Regions from separate parts of the Mus musculus genome. Here region 1 is linked to region 2. The links are chromatin contacts, called in public Hi-C maps. All regions are on one chromosome and are shown on one strand. Each heading gives the region's core, a stretch centred on a gene start, on an enhancer-like site or on the middle of the called end of the contact. The rest is flanking DNA. Distances are from core to core; before and after follow the strand shown. Region 1 holds the start of Sumo2 (small ubiquitin-like modifier 2). Region 2 holds the start of 1810010H24Rik (RIKEN cDNA 1810010H24 gene).

What was found. A called contact is a pair of places that touch in the nucleus more often than the background predicts.
Region 1: a contact with region 2 is called in a Hi-C map of myocytes, with 5 times the contacts expected there. The contact joins the promoter of Sumo2 here to the promoter of 1810010H24Rik in region 2. A contact is called at or near these places in 1 of 39 promoter capture datasets (maxillary cranial neural crest) and 1 of 484 Hi-C or Micro-C datasets (myocytes).

Annotation. Positions count from the first base shown.
Region 1 is chr11:115,534,977-115,538,037 of GRCm38.p6, reverse strand. Sumo2 (small ubiquitin-like modifier 2) reads left to right here and starts at 1,808. Exons shown (of 4, transcript NM_133354.2): 1 at 1,808-1,940. The coding sequence starts at 1,920.
Region 2 is chr11:107,024,190-107,027,459 of GRCm38.p6, reverse strand. 1810010H24Rik (RIKEN cDNA 1810010H24 gene) reads right to left here and starts at 1,591. Exons shown (of 4, transcript NM_001372502.1): 1 at 1,491-1,591. The coding sequence starts at 1,566.

The DNA of each region.
Region 1 (3,061 bases), core at 559-3,058, 8.5 Mb before region 2:
GTTTATCTTGCTTTCCTAGTGTAGGGATTAAAATGACTTGTGTCACTAGGCCCCGCCCAAAAGAAGGAATTTTTCTTTTTCTTTTATTTATTTATTCATTTATTTATTTATTTATTTTTGGTTTTTCGAGACAGGGTTTCTCTGTGTTGCCCTGTCTGTCTTCTTTTTAATTTTTATCTTTTTGTTTTTGTTTCTCAAAACAGGGTTTCTTTGTGTAGCCCTGGCTTTTCTGGAACTCAGTCTGTAGACCTGTCCGGCCTAGAGCACAGAGACCCACCTGCCTCTGCCTCCCTAGTGCTGGGATTAAACACCTATGCCACCACAGACATGCAAGGAGGATTAAAAAAAAAGTTAGAAAAGGAGAGTTTAGAAAGTAGATGATATTGGAAGGGATTCATACGTCCCTGTAGAGGAAATATAGTAATTTTTAAAAGTCTATACTAGCTGCAGTGGTGGCACATGCCTTTAATCCCAGCACTTGGGAGGCAGAGGCAGGGGGATTTCTGAATTTGAGGCCAGGCTGGTCTACAGAGTGAGTTCTAGGACAGCCAATGCTATACAGAGAAACCCTGTCTCGAAAAACCAAAAAAAAAAAAAAAAAAAACAAAAAAACAAAAAAACCCAAAAACCAGAAAAAGTCTGTACTAAAACTCAAAGAAACAATTAAAATAAAGTTTAATAAAGAAAAAAAGATTAAGGTGTGCTACCACTGGCCTAAGGTGACAGAAAAAAAAAGCCTGTTTTGTGCAGAGTCGAAGGGAGTTGAGTAGGGGTGAGAAACGGGACGTATTACTGGTTTCAGCAAAGGTGACCTTGTGGAGAGTTCTAGTGGAGCTAAGAGGACAACAACAGATTGCAGTGGATTGAGGAGTGAGTGGGAGTTGAGGGGGTGGAGCAGCTGGCATGGGCATTTTTTCAAGCTGTTTGGTCGAGAAGAAGCACTATGGTGGTAATGTAATCGTGGTATTTCCCCCCTCTGTGGGAACACAGTAGTAGAAGAAAATACAGGGGTACAGGAAATAAAAACACCAAGTGAGAGCCACAGGGTGGCATGCACAGCAGAGGGCAGGATTTTCTTCAAATGCGAGGATCCTACTCCTACTTTGTACTGGATTAAGGGACGAAATGATTGATGGGCCCGTGAGCTTCAGGTTGGGTCGGCTCCCCTGATGGACTGTGTTCTCTGGAAGTTGGGAGGCAGGCCACAAGCAAGGAATCCTTTGAGTGGCTATAAGAACAGTTTTCCACAGCAAGAGTAGGGTTCCCAACAGGTTGGAAGACATTTGAGGCTCCCGGGTGGGAAGCTGGTTGATGGGGAAGGACGAAGGGACTGGGAAGTTTGATGTGCAGGGGGGAGTTGCATTTGTCCTACTGAACAGGAGTTTTTCTCACAACCCGCTGCTGCTTTTTTGATGGAGATGCCCCCTTCTACGTGGAGTTGGCCTTCCGTTCTCGACCTAGGCTCACCCCACGTCTAAGGCCACGCGCCTTCCTGTCCTCGCCGAGGACCAGCTGGAAGCCATTTTGATTATGCTCCACCAAAGAAGGAGGACAATACAGCCCCGCCCAGAGCCAGGCGCGCCCCCGCGGCGGGACTGGTGCGCGTGTCCGCGCCTCTTCCCGCCGACCTGGCGGGCGCCTGGCCCAGGCGGCGGAGGCGCGGGCCGTGGGGGGGAGGAGGAGGGGTGGTTATGTAAGCGTTGCGCGCTCCCGCGAAGCGGCAGCCAATGAGAAGCCCCGGATGCTCGTGCTCGCGCACGCAGGGCGGGGGGAGGGAAGCGCACGACGTGCGCGCGCCCTCTGCCTCGTCCACCGCTGCCGCCTCCTCCTGCCGCTCCTGGTGCTGCTTGTGCGCTCCCTCAGTGCGGACCCGGTGCCTCTTTTGTGAAGCGGCAGCTGAGGAGACTCCGGCGCTCGCCATGGCCGACGAGAAACCCAAGGTGAGCTCGCGGCGGCCGGCTGCGCCTCACCGTGCGGACCGGTGGGTGGCGCGGCCCGGGGTCCGGCCGAAGCCCGCCGCGGGCTTCCCTGCCTGCCCGGGGCCCCCCACGGGGCCAGCGGCGGCTCAGGCCCGGCGCTCCGCGCCATTTTCCTCTCTCGCTCTCTTCCTCCCGCCCGCGCCCGAGGAGGCCCGGCGCCCTCCCCCGCCCCCAGGCCCTCGGAGCGCGCGCGGCGCGGCGCGAGGCGGGCAGGCGGCGCTTCGCGGGAGCCCGCGGGCCCGGCGGCCCCGCGCTGGCTCCTCGGCGGCGCCCGGCGCGTGTAAGGAAAGCGTTGGGCGCGCGGGGTCTGGGGCGGCGGCGAAGGCGGGAGTCGTGCGGCCCGGGGTTTCCCTCTCGGGGCTGGGGCCGCGCCGGATCGGTGGTGTGTGCTCCGGCAACCCCGAGTGGGGGATTCCAGAGTCGGTCCGGCTCGAGGCCCAAGGGGCCCGCGGGGGAGGGGCTGCGCTCTCCGCCGTGCGCCCAGAAACCCGCACCCTGGCGGGAACCATGTGGCTTGTTGTGGTTGGAGGCTTAGGTGCGAGCAGAGAGACACGGGCTCAACTTGAGAACGCGCCCTCGGAGGCACGGGCTACTCTTGGCTGCGGACTAGGGGACCAGCATCAGTCCAGGGCAGGGCACTCTCTGGCCCCGACTCTATTTGGAGGGGGACACAGGATGGACGAATCGAATCCTTGGACATAAACATTTGATTTGCTGAACTGCTGTTGGGGTTGCAATGTACGGGAATACTTGCACGAAGACTGTATTGCAGCCATGACAGCAAAGGAGAGGGGGAAAATAAGCTCTGAACTGAAAATGAAGCAGTTATATAGTCGAACGTTAATCGGAAGATGTAAAAAGGGAGACTCGGGATATCCCTCAGTTGAGTGTGTTCGGTTTTTTTTTTTTAAAGATATGTTCATTTGATATCATTGAGCAGAGTTTGCTAACTTTTATCAAGAAGGTAGCAGTAAAATTTGAAATACAAGGTATGGTTTTCTCACTCCCACCCCAAACCGACTCTAGTAGTTGTAGCTTTGAAAAGAGAAAGGACACTGGTGTTTATGGGAAGCGACAAATTT
Region 2 (3,270 bases), core at 342-2,841:
AGAGAGAGAGAGAGAGAGGGAGAGAGAGAGAGAGAGAGAGAGAGAGAGAGAGAGAGAGAGAGAGAGAGAGAGAGAGAGAGAGAGAGTTTGTTGAGAAAGTACCAATAGCAAGTCCCGAGGGGAAACGTCTCGAGTTACAGGTTTCTCCTAATTGTTTAAGCGCCCCTGACGACAGAACTATTTGGTTTTCCCATCCGTGTTTACACTGTCATCTCGGCAAGGCAGCATCAAGAATTTGTGAGTGGATTTTTTTATCTGGCTTCTTGGACACCACTTAGTAGTAAACAACAGCTTAGAAGGGGTTTTTAAAGCTTGGCTGGGAGGCAGAGGCCCCTGAGTAATTATAAAAGCATTACCCCTCCCCATTAGGAAATCTCCCGAATATCAATACACCTTTTTAAATTTTATTAATGATTTTCTTCAGCTCTGCATACAGGTTGGAGCACAGCTTCAAGTCTGGGCAACTTTGCATGTCCAGGGATGCAATCTCACCACCTCCCAGTGCTCCTTCAGCCAAGCACAGCCCCACAACCTACTTTCCCTCGTTTGCATTAAAGAGCTTGTTGTGCCCCTTGCAGCCTTGACAGCACTTCCTTTATAATGATGCATCTTGCCAAATGAATAATCTTAAAAAATCAGCTTTCTCCCAGCAGGAATGGTTAGTTACACAGTTTGTGTTTTTGCAAAGCCATTGGATCTGACTCCCTCCCTATGTTAAACCTGCACACCATGCATAGCCGATAGATAAAGTTCTGGTGGCTATCCAACTCCTGTCAACTGTTGACCTCAGCTGCTTCCCCTCTAGACCACCATCTGTTGTCATGGAAAAGATGGTCTAATGTGGAGTTAAATGCCAATGAAGTCGTTCAATTTCCGTGTGGAACAACAACAATAAAATGACCTAAAATAAATTGCCCAGTTAGGTGTGGAAGCTATTATTCCCAGAGACAGTAAGATGAGCAAAATATCCTAACAATAGCAAAACAAAAACACCACCTGGCCAAGACTGCCTGATTTGTGTGTGTGTGTGTGTGTGTGTGTGTGTGAGAGAGAGAGAGAGAGAGAGAGAGAGAGAGAGTGTTATCAAGGTTCAGGTATACCAGAGGCTATACCAGAGCTGCGAGAGAGGAGTAGAATGCCCAGAGTTGTCGCACCATTGCTGGCCTGTGTCACCATCCCAAGCCTGGGAGCCTGTCCACAGCGCGCCGCGACCCCTTTTGACACTTTCCCTCCTCCGGATGCAGCTATTTAACATGCAAAGTTTTCTCCAGCTTGCCTGGCTCGCACGAGATCATTTCAGCAGCTGAACCCGTCTTTCCTTCTGAAAAGGCTGCCAAGGGACATGAAATATTGGGAGACCCTTGTCGCTGCTTTCTGGCACGCACGCAGACCCGGAGTCGCCTGTCCCGCAGGCTCTGACCCTTGGCTCGTCCCGCCCTGCGTCTCGCCCCTTTCCCAATCCCTGGGGCGCTGCATTTTAGCGACCTCACCTTTTCTCTCCGCCACCGGGGCTTCGGGGGACCATCCGACGATCAAACAGAGAAGCCAGAGGGCTCGAGCTGTCATTTTTGTAGACAGGGTTCCCCAGGCTGGAAAACGCAGCGAGGGCTTTGGCTCGCTTCCTCTCCCCCCACACACACCCCCACCCCCGTTCATGCTAATGAGGGGCAGCCTTTGGGGAAACGAGCATAGCTGGCTGCACAGACCATTGAAACAAAACGGAGCGGCGGGGATCTCTCCCTCTTTCCGAGGGGGGTCGGATGTGTGGTCCGGACTGGGCTCTGTGGGCCAGGAGAACAGCACGGCCTTGAGCTCTTGCTCCGGGTGGGTGGTGTGCTTGGGGTGAGGTGACAGGCTAGGGGAGAGTGAGGGTTTTGAGGGGGCTGAAGGAACGCGAGTGATGAAATCAACAACAAATAAATTAGCGCTTAGAATAGCTTGAGCTTGTTGAGGGGAGGGGACTCCGGATGACAAAAAAACGCATTCCAGGACCTGTGAGGCAATTGCCTGACAAACCAAGTTTGGCAAAGCTGTTTGACTGTATATGCAATCTTGATATTCTAGAGTCAGAAACGGGCCGGGGGGTCGGGGGGGGGGGTGTGAGCAAATTTTTTTTTTCTTGACAGCCCTCTCCTCTGCCCCCTTCCCATTCTCCTTCCCTCTTTTCTCCCTCCACCCATCCATTGATAACTAGTATTCAGTTGGCCACATTCACCAAGTGTATACTGAATGCCTAAAGATTGGCAAACCACCTTTCCAATGCTGGGGGCATCTCACTGCTTGGGAACAGGCAGTTTTTATTGTGTCTAAGAAAAGCAAACTCCTTTGCTGCTTATGTTCAGCTTCCTGACACAGCATCACAGCTCGATCGGTCCTGAGGGAAAGGCTTTTCCACTCAGATGAAATAAAACCGTCATTTGTCAAGGGGTGGGGGTGGGGAGATTAGGGTATCATTTCTCCAGAACAGGTCTGAAGCCTCGGGACTAATTCTCGGTCCACAGCTTCAAACCCAAACAGATGCACGAAGGCGCGAATGGCTTGGTGTGAGGTACACAGAGTTGCTGAGGAAGCCTCAGGGTTCTGCGTCACTGATCCAGGGGCCTGACGCTAGAGTGCTGGTGGACTGAGTAGAGTCTTGGGGGTCTCAGAAACTACAGAGTGGGAACACTCAGGCAGACAGAGGCAGGTCTCCATCTTCTGAAGAGACTAGGAGGCAGACTAGGTACACAGACCCATCAGTTTGTTCTCTGAGGTAGGAGTTATGGCTCAACTGGCTCAACTTCAGCTGCCCGAAGAATAACATGAGGGATGTAACTCAGTCAGTAAAATGCCTGCCTTAGAGGCAGGAAGTGCCGGATTGGATTGCTTGCACTTCATACATGAGGAGTGGTGGAGCCTATAACCCCAACCCGCTGAGGCAGAGTGAGGAAGATGGGTTTAAGGACATCCTCAGCCGCACAGAGATCTATCTCAGGCCAGCCTGGGACACAGGGGGCCTTGTCTCAAAAGTATTCACAGTATATAGTCACAGCTGGTGTCTCCAAAGAAGCAAGGGCTGTTTTTAAAAAAAACAAAAACAAAAACAAACCCAGAGCTGGAGAACTGGCTCGTGGGCTAAGAGCAGTGACTGCTTCTGCAGGACTACATTCAGTTCCCAGATGGCCACGAAACAACCTTGCTCCATTTCCAGGGGCCCCGATGCGTCTGACCATCTCAGGCTCCCGCTCACAGGCACTGCACTCCCATACAGGCAGGCACACACACACACTT